Regions from separate parts of the Rattus norvegicus genome. Here region 1 is linked to region 2. Evidence: chromatin contacts called from public Hi-C data. All regions are on one chromosome and are shown on one strand. The core of a region is the stretch at or near the end of the contact, and the rest is flanking DNA. Distances in the headings are between cores, read along the strand shown.

Evidence for each region. Hi-C and Micro-C count contacts between places; a contact is called where the count stands out from the background.
Region 1: a Hi-C map of kidney shows a contact between it and region 2, with 5 times the contacts expected there. The contact joins the enhancer-like site here to the promoter of Elovl6 in region 2. A contact is called at or near these places in 9 of 12 Hi-C or Micro-C datasets (Schwann cells, frontal cortex, hepatocytes and 5 more) and 1 of 1 datasets of contacts at active chromatin or transcription factors (oligodendrocytes).

What each region holds. Positions count from the first base shown.
Region 1 is chr2:220,904,139-220,910,296 of GRCr8, forward strand. It overlaps Egf (epidermal growth factor), which reads right to left. Exons shown (of 24, transcript NM_012842.2): 20 at 5,059-5,203; 21 at 981-1,148. Among named protein-coding and RNA genes, the nearest start is that of Egf, 69 kb to the right of the region's middle. Within about 2 kb of position 2,298, at least 1 of the 93 cell types and tissues checked has an H3K27ac peak or open chromatin away from gene starts, as enhancers often do. A contact at or near this core is called in kidney, where this site is marked.
Region 2 is chr2:220,736,002-220,742,383 of GRCr8, forward strand. It overlaps Elovl6 (ELOVL fatty acid elongase 6), which reads left to right and starts at 2,094. Exons shown (of 5, transcript NM_134383.3): 1 at 2,094-2,150; 2 at 2,301-2,421. The coding sequence starts at 2,333.

The DNA.
Region 1 (6,158 bases), core at 1,048-3,547, 170 kb after region 2:
AGCTCTCAAAAGAACTACTGTTTCCCCACACCTCATAACCAAGAAAGCCAATGCCCACAAACAAGGGACATGCCCACCACACAGACAGGCGCTGACTTGAACCTGAAACTCACAAGTTGGTTCCAGAGCCGACGCCGTTTACTGCTCCAGCTATAGCAGGGGCTTCAGGGAGCGCCTGGGCTGACTGCGCTCAGTTTCCCAGGAGATAACACAGTTTAACTTGAGTGCCTGCTCAGCTTTGGTAAATGTGGCTGGATATTTACCTTCTGATGGCGGTAGGCACTTTACACATCCCCAAAAGCTGACACCTGGCAGACAGGTGGGCCAGGGGACAGTTTTATAAAGTCCCTCAGCCCAAGCCTGTTTATTTTAACTGTTATAACACTTCCTAAGCTGTTTCAACTGATGATAGTGTGACATCATCCTTTAAAGGAATGGAACAGGAGCACTGAAGACACCTGCTCCCCGACACTAAGGTGGGGCTTTTACATGAAATGCAGGCCACCATCTCAGTTTTAAAACCCGTAACTTTAAATTACTGAAAACAAAACCCAATGACCAGAATTCCTTTCCAAGTAGGGAAGACCATGTTTTTTCTCTAACAAAAAGTAGGTTTTGTGGGTAATTATCAGCAGGCAACCATGAAAAACTATAGTGATGCTGGCTGATGTGGGCACAGGATGCTAAGTGAAGAGACTGGACTGCAATGGTGCATTGTGGGAGATAAGCAGATCTGACGTGAGGGTGTAGCTCAGTCCTCAGCATCACCAAAACAGATGATCACAAACCTTATACATGTGCAGTGTCTGGGAAGGAAAAGGCGGAGCGTTGATGTTTCAGTGCAGCGAAGTCCAGGCTTTTGAAAAGGGCTTACCCTGCTTTTAAATGCAGTATTTTGCTCAAGTTCATCCCAAGGAAGCATGCATTCCCTGGGGGAGCTTAGAGAAAGGGTGTCAGGTTTCATGGTAAAGAATCGTTACCTGTAGTAGTAAGTCCCCCACATCCCTAAGAGGAGCAGCAGGGCCAGCGCCACCACACAGACAGACACCACAGTGATGTCGTGCCTCTGCCCGTAGTCAGCATGGCGCAGCTTCCACCAACGTAAGTCTCGGTGCTGACATCGTTCTCCAATATAGCCAATGACACAGCTGTTGATGACACACAAACAGAGGTCAACCGGAGGCCCCTGGCACCCAATTGTCACAAATTCAATACGCATGGTCTCTGATCTTGCACCTTTCTAGATGCAGTTTGTGATGTCAGCTGAAAGTACTGATTCACACAGCAGCATGCACATTGCCCCTCACAGGCTTTCGCCTTTTCTCAGCCCGTCTTTCGGATGATGGGCAGCTATTTGCACACCGTCTCTATAAGGCATGACAGAGCACCAACTACAAATAAACCCTCAGGCCAAAGTCCTAAGGAGACCCCCTTTCTGAACCAACACAAGCCAGGAGACAGCTGGAGACAGATGTCTGGTCAGACTGCAGCAGTCCCAGGTCAAAGGAAAGAACCAGAAGGCAAAGACCCTTGTTGAACACCAGGCTGTAACAGAAGTGCACACACAGCCCCTGCACTGGAAGCAGAGCCCCTTAGGCTAAGGAGGGGCTGTTTGCTTCTGTAAAACTCACCACTAGCCCAAGAGAAAATGTGGGGAAAGAAATAGAGACATAAGAGGTGGGGAGCTATTCTGAAGGAAAGGGGCCATTTGCCTATAACTCCTTACTGTCCCAAGAGATTGTCGCTATATCTGTCAGACACCAGCTTGTTAACAGTGCTCTCGAGTAAGCGAAGCAATGCTGCCACCTACTGGAACTGCTTGTTTCCAGAAACCAGCGCTCAGAGACAACTGTGTTTTCTTCACGCGAGAATTAACTTTTTAGAAATGTCCCATTAAAATTCCCTTCTCTTAGCCCAAGATCTACCACCAACCCCTCCATTTCTCCACTTCATTCTAAAAGAACCGGAGGGATGAATGCACAGAAATGACGCCAGCAGCTCTGGTGGGAAGACACAGCATGGGAGAATGCTGCTGAAAGTTCCAGAAGGTCTGGAGTCTCTTCCCTAATTCTACCTTTGGCCATCGTGAGAAAGGGTAAGCTCACTTCTTCAGGAGGGAAGAAAAGGAGCAATACTTATTAGTCACCATGACGATACATTTCTCTCTCTCTCTCTCTCTCTCTCTCTCTCTCTCTCTCTCTCTCTCTCAGACGCCTCCTCTTTTACAGGGATGGAAACGGACTCAGCATTCAATGATTTGCATGAGGTCACACGGTTAATGATTGGCAGGTCTGACGCGCTTGGTTCTGAGATGTCAAAACCTGTTCTGTCTGGTGCACTGTTGTTTCTTTTACCAAGCTTCCTGCTCTACTCACCTCTAAATGGACCATGGAAGGGATGGAAGGCAGGAGCTGAGGTGGGGCCTAAAGGTTGCTCAGGCTTCCTGGGGCCTCTTTTTAATTCTAGCTCACTTGGTTTTAGCTCTTTACTGACAATCCCTAATAGTTGTTTTTTAAAACTGTTAGATGCTAATGGGCTCCACTTGTAAATCGAAGTGACCTGGGGTCTTTGTGTCCTGTCCATGGCAGTCAAATGACCAGTGCTTCTTCAAAGGGTGGGGCACAGCCAGGGGTCTTTGGATTATCTGAATTATTAGTTAGTTTGGCTAAACCAAACAGAAGGTTCCTTGGATAAACCCATTTGAGTGTCCATGGCCAAACACTATGAAGTCACTCTACACCAAGTAAGGGTAAAACACCTTTTAAGTGAGTTGTGGTCACAAATCCACGAGGAATGGAAGAGCCGGAAGCATTCTCCAACCACATCCATCCTTAAGAAACTTCACAAGCCTGCTGTAGGGGTTGCAGCCCTGGAAAAACATGTGTCGGAAGGATGTTTGACCAAAGGCAAATGGGAAGGAATGAAGGCCTCCTCTGAGCTCCAGAGTTGGAATGTCCCCAGGATTCAGGGACATATAGGGAACCAGTGGGTGTGGGTGCTTCAGGCCCTACTCCCCTACCTCAGGCCAAGGCTCTGCATCTTGCTCCCATCAAGGAAGGAAGGGCCTCTAGAAGCCGCCCTGTGCAGAAAGACCAGGGACTGTCTGCACTGACAGGAAGCCCCTGAGGTTTGCTACTGCAGAATGCAGAGATGTGAGGGAGGCTGACAGGACAAACAGGGCAAAACATTGAAAACCTGCTAAACCACATTTTTATCAAATCAATTCAACATAAAGTTTTGCCCCAAATGACTGTGGACACCAGTGACTTTAAACATTGCTTTTGGTTAACGGTCCTTAAACGTGAGGGACATCTTCAGCTGTGGCCTGTTTAAGGCAGGGCCTCCTGTGACCCAGGCTGGCCTTGAATGGAATGACCAAGAATTCCTGATTCCTCCACTACTACCCCCCAAGGAGTCTGGGACTGCGGCTGTGCTCCTAGGCCTCTGCCCAGCTCCAGCTTAACTTGTGTAAAACACAACAGAAGAAAGATGATGTTTTCATAGGGACTGAACAATAAAAGGAAGTGTGTTGATGAATCGGCAGGATCAGATTAGAAGGAAAACTGCTATGACACTGTGATGTGCACTCTGGCCTTTAGAATTCTTCATACTACAACAGTTCTCTGGCGACCTAAAGCTAACTATCATAAAGGAAATAAGCCATAGACAATCAATAACACATCCAGTTCTGTAATTTTATAGGATTAAGTGCTAGATAAAAACCATTTGATTGCTAACATTAACTATTAATTAAAAGTGAATTATTATGCTATACTTGAAAGCATCTTGAGTTATAAAATCATGGCATGGAATATTAACTCAAAAGCAGAGTCCTACTAGAATCGAGTCATTTTTACTAATATATCCAAACATCTCCACAATTTTTGTCAAGCTGACGTGATTTTTAATGTAAGACCATACTCAGTCCAAGAATATAGCTTCTTCTTCCTCCAATAACTTAGTTTCTTTTCATTACTATTAACAAAAATCACAAAATTGTTTAAGCCCATACCATCTCTTCCACATATGAGACCTATATGTATCTGCACATCTGTCCATCCCCTCACATTGCCTTGAACATGGGAAACCAGTTAAAAGTAGGATGTAATCCTGGATTAAATACTGCCCACTTGGGTTTGTATGTGGATATTGGTGTGTGAGTGTGCATGCAGGTGCACGTAGAGACCAAAAGTGGACATCAGGTGTCTTTGTCCTCTGTTCTCCGCCTTATTTCTTTGTATGTATGGGTGCATAGATGTCCCAAAGCACGTGTGCAGATCAGAGGATGGCATGCACCAGTCTGTTCTCTCCTTCCACTGTGGGAATCTCAGGAAATGTACTCGGGTCCCGGACTTGGTGGGGAGCCTACTGGCTAGACCTTCCACCTCATAATTACGGGCAGAGCCTCTCACTGATGGGCAAGTGCCAGGGATTCTCCAACCTCCACATCTCCATTGCCTGAACTGGGTTTTTTCACGGGAGCTAGAGACCCGGATTCAGGCTCCCTTCCTTTGCTGTAAGCACCCTACTGAGGCTCCCTTCTCCCCAGCCCTGAGTGTAGCTTTTATCACACAGAAAGGCTTTCCTGGTGAGTGCTGTGGAGTCTCTCAGAGTCCTAGGTCTTCAGAATCATTTTGGGTGAAAATGTGGCCTGTCATATCACTCTACGATCTAAAAGGAAGCAGACAGCAGCAGCCTCATCCTTCAATCACTGTTACCAAGACAGTAATGAAAAGGGAACTGCTAGAAAGACAAGAAAACTTTTTTTAAGCTTTAAACATCAGAGGCAATACGTTCAGGGTGAATAGAGATGCAACATTTTTACAAATCTAGGATCTGGCTGAAACCAAATTGGTTTTAGTAAATTTCCTACAAATCTGCCTTCTTCATGTTGAACGAGGAACTGAATTTCCAGACTATGTTCATCAAATTATTTATGTAAAAAGAAAGTCATCGTTGCCTATAGAAAAAAAACCTCCTCTGTATACATTTTACAAACTTCCTGAAAGTCATGGACCTCAGTATCACCTCGGGCTATCAGAAAGATGCTCGACTCACTTGCACACGTAGCGGTCCACGGATTCAACATACATGCACACGCCACCATTGAGGCAGTACCCATCGTACGACGGCGGGCATCCTGTGATACTGTTTCGGACCCAGTGGCAGCCATCTTTTCCAAGGAGAGAGGGTGAGGTAGAGTCTGGAACAGTCAAAGACATTACTTTCATTTTGTGTTTCTGTGAACAACGTGCACTGTGGTCTCTTGACGAAAGCGGAAGTCTCAGGAGTGTTGACTCTCACCTTCCTAACCAGTCAAGAGCTAAACCCTTTTCTCTCTTGGATTGTCATACTGGAGGCAAAGAAAGAATGGACAACCCTAAACCTGAAATGAACCACTGGGGTCTTGGTACAGCTCACAAGCCACCCGGCGACACACCGTTATTGCACTCCCAATCTAGGGAGTCACAAACATCTATCCCACAAAGTGCATTCTTCTAAAACTGATTTAACTTTTAGGGGCCCCCCTCAGGCATGAGACTATAGCAACTGATGGGAAGAAAATGTTACTGTATACAAGGCAAGGCAAGCTGCAAAGCCTCTTGGCTTTGAATGGTTTCCTACTCCTTAAAGGGACGACACTGCTGCTTGCAACTGACTAAGAAGTTTTTCAGCCTGCCTTTAAACTCATGGTAATCCCTCTGCCTCAGCCTCTCAACTCCTGGGATTGTAGGAACCAGCCATCACACCTATCTTCAATACCTTTTAAGTGAAGAAAATTACCTGAGAAAAACAAAATAATTCACTATAAAACCCAGAGACCAGGCAAGTATGAACTTCCCTGTCTGCAGAATATATAGGGCAAGCCCTATTCTGGCTGCTATGCCTTTTGTGGGCTGCTGCCTGTGTGGGTGATGAAGCACACATCAGTACCAGTGACTGCCTTGAGAGAAATGAAAGCTGGCTGGGTTGCTAATTCATGCCATGCTGACTTTAAAAAAAATCAATTTTAGGACCAGAGAGATGGCTCAGCGGTTAAGAGCACTGGTTGCTCTTCCAGAGGTCCTGAGTTCAATTCCCAGCACCCAGATGGTGGCTCACAACCATCTGTAATGGGATCTGATGCCCTCTTCTGGTGTGACTGAGGACAGTGACAG
Region 2 (6,382 bases), core at 844-3,343:
TCTGTGTGTGTGTGTGTGTGTGTGTGTGTGTGTAGGCAGGGTTGCTTCCTTGTGCAGGGGAGCAGGTGCATGTGGCCGAGGCCAGAGCTACAATGGAGTGTGCCATTCTCAAGACGACTCCCTCTTCATTTTAGAGACAAGGTCTACTGATCTCAAAGCTCCTATTTTACATTTGCCTGGCTGACCAGCAAGCATCAGGAACTTCCTGTCTCAGCCTCAAGGATAGCCTTACAGGCAGAAGCTACCCTTAGCTAGCCTTTTGTAGGTTCTAGGAATCTGAACTTGAGTCCTCATGCTGAGCCATTTTTCCCAAAGTGATGGCAACACCCCTTTAATTCCAGCACCAGGGGGGCAGAGGCAGGCAGATCTAGGAGTTGGAGGCGACATTGGTCTACAGAGCAATTTCCAGGATAGCCAGGGATACTCAGAGAACCCTGTCTCAAAAAGACAAAAATCCAATGACATAAAAACTCCAGGCGTCATTCTGTATCCCTGGCTGACCCGGATCTTGTTACTAGACCAGGCTAGTCTCAAACTCACAAAGATCCACATGCTTTTGACTCCAGATTGTATTAGGATTAGGGGTATTCTCTCCCCTGTCCCCCGCTTTAGACTGGGGGGTGGGGCAAGGATGTCACTGTGAAGTTCAGTCTCACCTTGAATTTCTGGCAATTTTACTAGCACCAATCTTCCTGCCTCAGCCTCCAATGTCTTGCTGGGATTAATCTAACTCTGAATGAAGTGCTTACTCTTCATTTTAGTTGGTATGTGGGGAAATGTACACCATAGAGGATAATTTCTTTCTGGTTCTAATGTACATATTTTTAAACTAAGTAGGTTATTAGCTGGGCTGTGGTGGCTCAGGCCTTTATCCCAGAACTTGTGAGTGAGGAAGAGGCAGGCGGATCTCTGAGTCTGAAACCAGCCTGGTCTACAGAACCAGTTCCAGGACAACCAGGGCTACACAGAAAAACCAAAAACATTTAAAAAAAAAAAAAAAAAAGGGTTGGGGACTTAGCTCAGTGGTAGAGCGCTTACCTAGGAAGCGCAAGGCCCTGGGTTCCGACCCCAGCTCCGAAAAAAAGAACCAAAAAAAAAAAAAAAACAAGATAAAAAAAATCCATCTTGAAAAATCACAAACTTTAAAAATATAAACTAGTAGGTTGCCATATTGCTCTCACTTCGTTCTTCCTTTAGGAAATGAAAATACCATTCCCGGGAAAATAAGAGGAGTGTTTGGGAAAGGTAAGGTTAAAACGATATTGCTGTGAGCTGGTGTTCAGCGGGATCAGCATTACGTTCACCCCTCTCCTACATTAATTTGTTCTTCCTAATTTCACAAGAATAAGGCAGAACTAAAGTAACTCATACAGGTTTTGGTATTAGACCAGTAGGTCTAATTCTGTATGCTAAATTCCTTTCCTCCATTGTTCAATAATATCCCCTCCAGGTAGCCAAACCCTCCATCTAACTCTTTCTTGCCCTTCCACGTCTGCCTTCCAGTCACCCTTGACTTCCCAAGTCATCTTCCTCAGGATCCTATCTGCACACGACCTTAAGGTTCCGCGGGCCACCTGGCCCTGTGGTCAAGGTAAATCCACGCCTAAGCTGCCCGGTAGAGGTGGTCTCAGAAAGTGCTGCGGGGTCGAGGGGGTGAGGAGAGAGCTCGTACGACGTGACCCTCTCATTCATTTGCCTGGAGTTCTCATGCCAGAGGCCTGGCAGGTTCTACTATTTCCCAATCGTTTACTCGCCAAGATTTCGGGTCCACGGGCCTCCCGGCTGCGCCTCGCACGCTGAAACTTCATTCAAAGGCCAGGCAGGGAGGCCCACGAGGTGGTAAATGGGCTGATGGATGACCTCAAGGCCACTTCCTCCCTCTTGGCGCCCTTCCCCCAGTCCACTGACCACCTTCTTGTAAACAAAACTGTCCCCCAGGGCGAGGGGAGGTCTTGCTCTTCTGCGCCCTCTCGCGCAAAGGGTTAATTTTCCGGATCGCACGAGGGGGAGGAGATTTCCCTGTAGACGAGTAAAAAGCGTGATGGACAAACGTGCGGGCACTAAGACCGCAAGGCATTCATTTCCTCCTACGGTGGATGCGGACGCTGGGAGGAGAGCCCCTGAGCTAGGAGCTGGGAGCCGAGGCGCAGGCAATGCTCAACCCTGGATGTAGCTGAGGCTGGGAGAGAGATCGGCCAGGAGACTGACGGCGGGGCAATACCTAGGGGGGTGGGTGGGGGAAGCAGACAGGAGAGCACTCAAAATAAAAGGCTCTTTACAGATTTTTTTATTTTGTATAGAGAACACGTAGCGACTCCGAAGATCAGCCCCAATGAACATGTCAGTGTTGACTTTACAAGAATATGAATTCGAGAAGCAGTTCAACGAGAATGAAGCCATCCAATGGATGCAGGAAAACTGGTAGGTGATGCTTTCGCGTGATACTGTCCCCGGGAGTGCATTAATGTCGGTATTCCCAGTCTGAGCGTGAGCGGAGCGATGGATTGCCGGCGGTAGCCAGCAGATCGCGGAGTTCTAGGGTCTCATGTCTGCAGGAGACTCTGAGGCTGCATGAAGCGTGTGTTTTGGGGGTGCCCTGTGTGAGCTGCGGCCACGCGGGCATCTTTGTGTAGATTATATAACGTAGAACGTATAATATGTGTACTTGGAATGATTTACGGAGGACGGAGGCATGTTACAATCCAGCTACCCCACCTGTGCTGTCTGTCTCCCTGCTTTCGCTTAGATTTGGGGGTTCTGCTTGGCCTCCCGCAACTGGAGCGTGCAAGGCTGTGGAGGGAGGACCGGGTCTTCTCTCCCTTTAACCCTCTTCAGCCCGCCTCTCTCTGGTCCTTTCCCTCTCCCCATCCCTCGTGTCCTTCCTTTCTCCTTGTAGTTCTTCCACTTTACTGCCCTCCCTTGACTGCCGCCTCCAGCCATAGATGCCCAAGGGTCCTGGACCCCTTCCCCACTCAGATTACTTTCCGGTTTCATAAAGACATCGGGGAGGAGGGGACAATGAAAACTGCAATAAAAATGAATGAACCGGAGCAAGTGGAGCCACGCCATTATTAAGTTTCTGTGTAAAGGAAACGCCTTTTGGACACGCTTGTCTGTGCGGAGCGCCAGTTTAGGTACTAGGAGGCTCTTGCCCGGCAGTCTTGGAGGTCTTTCCCCAGAACTTCGAATGCTGGAAAACATCTTGTTTACTGAGTTCCTCCTGTCAGTCTTGAAAAAAAATCCCTGTGTGGGAGGCGATCCAGTGTCACCTTGCAATATTTAAGAAGGGAGCTCCCTCCTTCCCGTAGACTGAGCAGTGTTGGAGACCTTTCCCTCTGGTTTAGTGCGAGCCCCACGACCTCCCCACCCCCACCCCACCACCCCCTCTGCGCAGCGGCCGGCCCTCGGGGGGCTTCCGGACTCGGGGAGGTTCCGCTGCCGCGTGCGAGGGCGCTCGCGACCTGCCTTCCCTCCCTCCATTCATCAATGGGAAACCGGAGACGCCGGCGCTCCCGGGCTGGGGCGGGTGGTGGCAGCCGCCCGGGGAGTTGCGGGAGGCGGAGGCCGGGAGTTCGCCTTCCCCAGCCGGGTCCGGAGCTGGCGGCTCCCGCCCCTTCCCGCCCGCCGGGCGCGCGCCCACCCTTGGCCTTCAGCTTGCGAGTTGGGCCCCTGGGCGGTTTACGGCGGCGACCGGGCGGAGCCAAGACTCCGGGGCGCGCGAGTTTGGGCTGTAGCATGGCGGCTGCCTGCCTGAAGCCCCGAACCCCAGAGCCACCTTGGTGCGGTCGCCCGCGTCCTCCAGGAAGCCGAGGCCGAGGGCGCAGGCCCGGGTCCGGGGCGGGATTGCACCCGCGGGGAGTCTGGATCGCCCTGTAAGGGGGCGGCCATTGGGACGCCGGAGCGCTGCAGGAAGCCCAGCCCCCTCGGGCTGGCGTTCAGGGGGCTTGGAGGTGCACTTCCGCTAGGGGTTTGGAGGGCGGTGACCTGAGCTCAGCTTGCCAGCCTAGGGCTCCGGTCTTCTCTGAGACTGTTTGTCACCGTCCCTTGCAGGGCTCTAGCCTGCCTTTCTCTGCCTTCCTCTAGTAGCCCGCTGCTCGCGTTTCCTAACATGCTGTCTCTAGCTTGCTGCCTCCCGGTTGGGCCTGCCATTCCGGAGTAGGCTTTCCCAGCCTCTGCAGGCGCATGGCACTCACTGCCCGCCCTCGCTGCTGCACCACCCTGGTGCATACTGTCTCTGTTTGTTGCCCCCCACCCCCACCCCGTTTTTTTCCTTAAGGCTACTTTCTGTGCCTGCCCCAGGACCATTTCCCGCCTCTTTCTCCAGACACTCAATTAAGTGACAGTCGCCGTCAGAACTAGGCAGGTCCATGGTCCTCATTGGGACTGGAAATATCCCAAATACACTAATTTCTTTTCTCTTGTTACTATTTGACCACTGCTTATTAGCTCTTGAACAGTACTTTTGTTCTTCCTGACAAAGCATTTTCGTTATTTTATTTTACTTATTATTTTTATTTCTTATTTTAAAGGTGGATATTTACACGTGTGTGTGTCTCTTAGCGCATCACAGGCTGATGAGGGCAAGGTTCTGGTCTTTTTTCCCCGTCTTGAGTTTGCAAAGCATTTTGTAACGTGCTTTATACGTGGCAGATGCTTGCAAAGTCCAGCGATTAAAACGTTCGTTTTGCCGCCAGCACTACCTGTTCATATCCCTGCCTGAGGTTCAGCATGCTTGGCTAGAGTTTTGAATGCTATTCTAGTCACGCTGTAGAATGTATGTCCTTTCGGTCTTTTGATCCTTGGCGTTATATTTTTGGATTGCTTATTACAGTGGAAAGGCCTGTCCCTTCCTTGCTGATCCTAGCCACGTTCCCTTTCTACTTCATTATCTAGTCCCCTCACAGCCTGATTTTAGAACTTTCCTACCCGCTCTCCCAAACCCCAGCAACCAAGATGTCTTGGTCAAAATGAAGGTTCTCTTCTCATGTCATTAGGCGGGAATGCCATCATAAAAGCTTGTATATACCCTCTTGAGAGGGGAGTTGAGGGGCTTGAAAACCATGAAGTCTCATCTTCACCTGATCTAGTCACTTAGAATGGTTTCAAATAGCTTCTGAAAGAGAAACATGCAGATAAGCCTGTGCGCTCCCTGTCTTTTGAGAACTTATTTGCAACTGTTCTTTAAAAATCTGGTAGACCTAATCTAAACAAAGCTGCTAATTGTAACAAATCTCTAGTGAGCTGAGTTACCACAGCATCTGACCACTGCTGAGATCTGGGAGTGGGCGAGCCAGGCATGGTGCCTTACATTACACTAGTCTGTATATAGGAACTAGCCTCATTTAGGAGCACTCAGAATAAGGAGTTGGTAAAAAACCAATCCTACAATGCTTTCTTACCTTAGTTCCTTCAGCATCCATTCATGGGATGGGGCCCCAGGTCTCGAGTAGTCTTAGGTGTAAACTCCTGCTGGCTAGGCTGAGACAAACTCCTGAAGTTTATTGTTGCTTTCTTAGTTTAACCTGATACTCACTGGCTTAGATATGAAACAGTGTAGACTTTACTTTTGTAGCAAATAGTTTCATTATAGAATAGACTGCAATTACAATTTTCCTGCAAAGTGGTAAATATGTATTCCTTTGGAGAATCCCTGTGTGATTTTCTTGAAACTGCTTCCCAGTTAAAAATATCTTGGGTAATATTATCTGGTGCAGTTTCTAACATCAGGTAGAGAAAACTGCCTGCCTTTTAGCCCCAAATAACATTTTGGAGTTCCAGTTTCAGACTGGAAACCCCTTGAGATTTAATAGTATCCATATAGACGTTTTGTTCTTTTATGACCTGGCTGGCCAGTACTTGTGCTCGCTCACAAGGTACTCAATCGGTAAATGCTGCAAGCGAGGGAGCAAAGTCAGAAAGGCTGGAGAGAAGACATAAACTTCGTTGAGAAGGAAAGCAGGCTGTGCCTTCTCCTCTCCTGCAGCCTGCCAGGTTTGTGCTAAGACAGTGGATGCTAGTTGCTCCGGTTGTAATTGCCTGGCCAATGATGATTATCTTCTGATGTCGGCTGACACGCTGTTCACCAATAGGAAAGCAGGAGGCCTGTGCTGACTGCTGTAACATTATGTATGTGGGGTGACATCATCAAAGGGCTTGCCTAGACTCTCACGAGCCCCTCCCCCCTCTCCTGGCATCCTCCACACATCCAGCTTTGAGTGCTTTGTATATTTTTTCTGACTTTCTCCTCTCCTCCCGCGGTGATTTCTAGAAGGCTTCTTATTGTTTTTCACGTTTTGTTCTGTATTCTAGGGTTATGAGACAAATTTCAGAATGAAATACTACCCAACAGAGGAAACACTTTTAACTCACAAATTTATTTTTA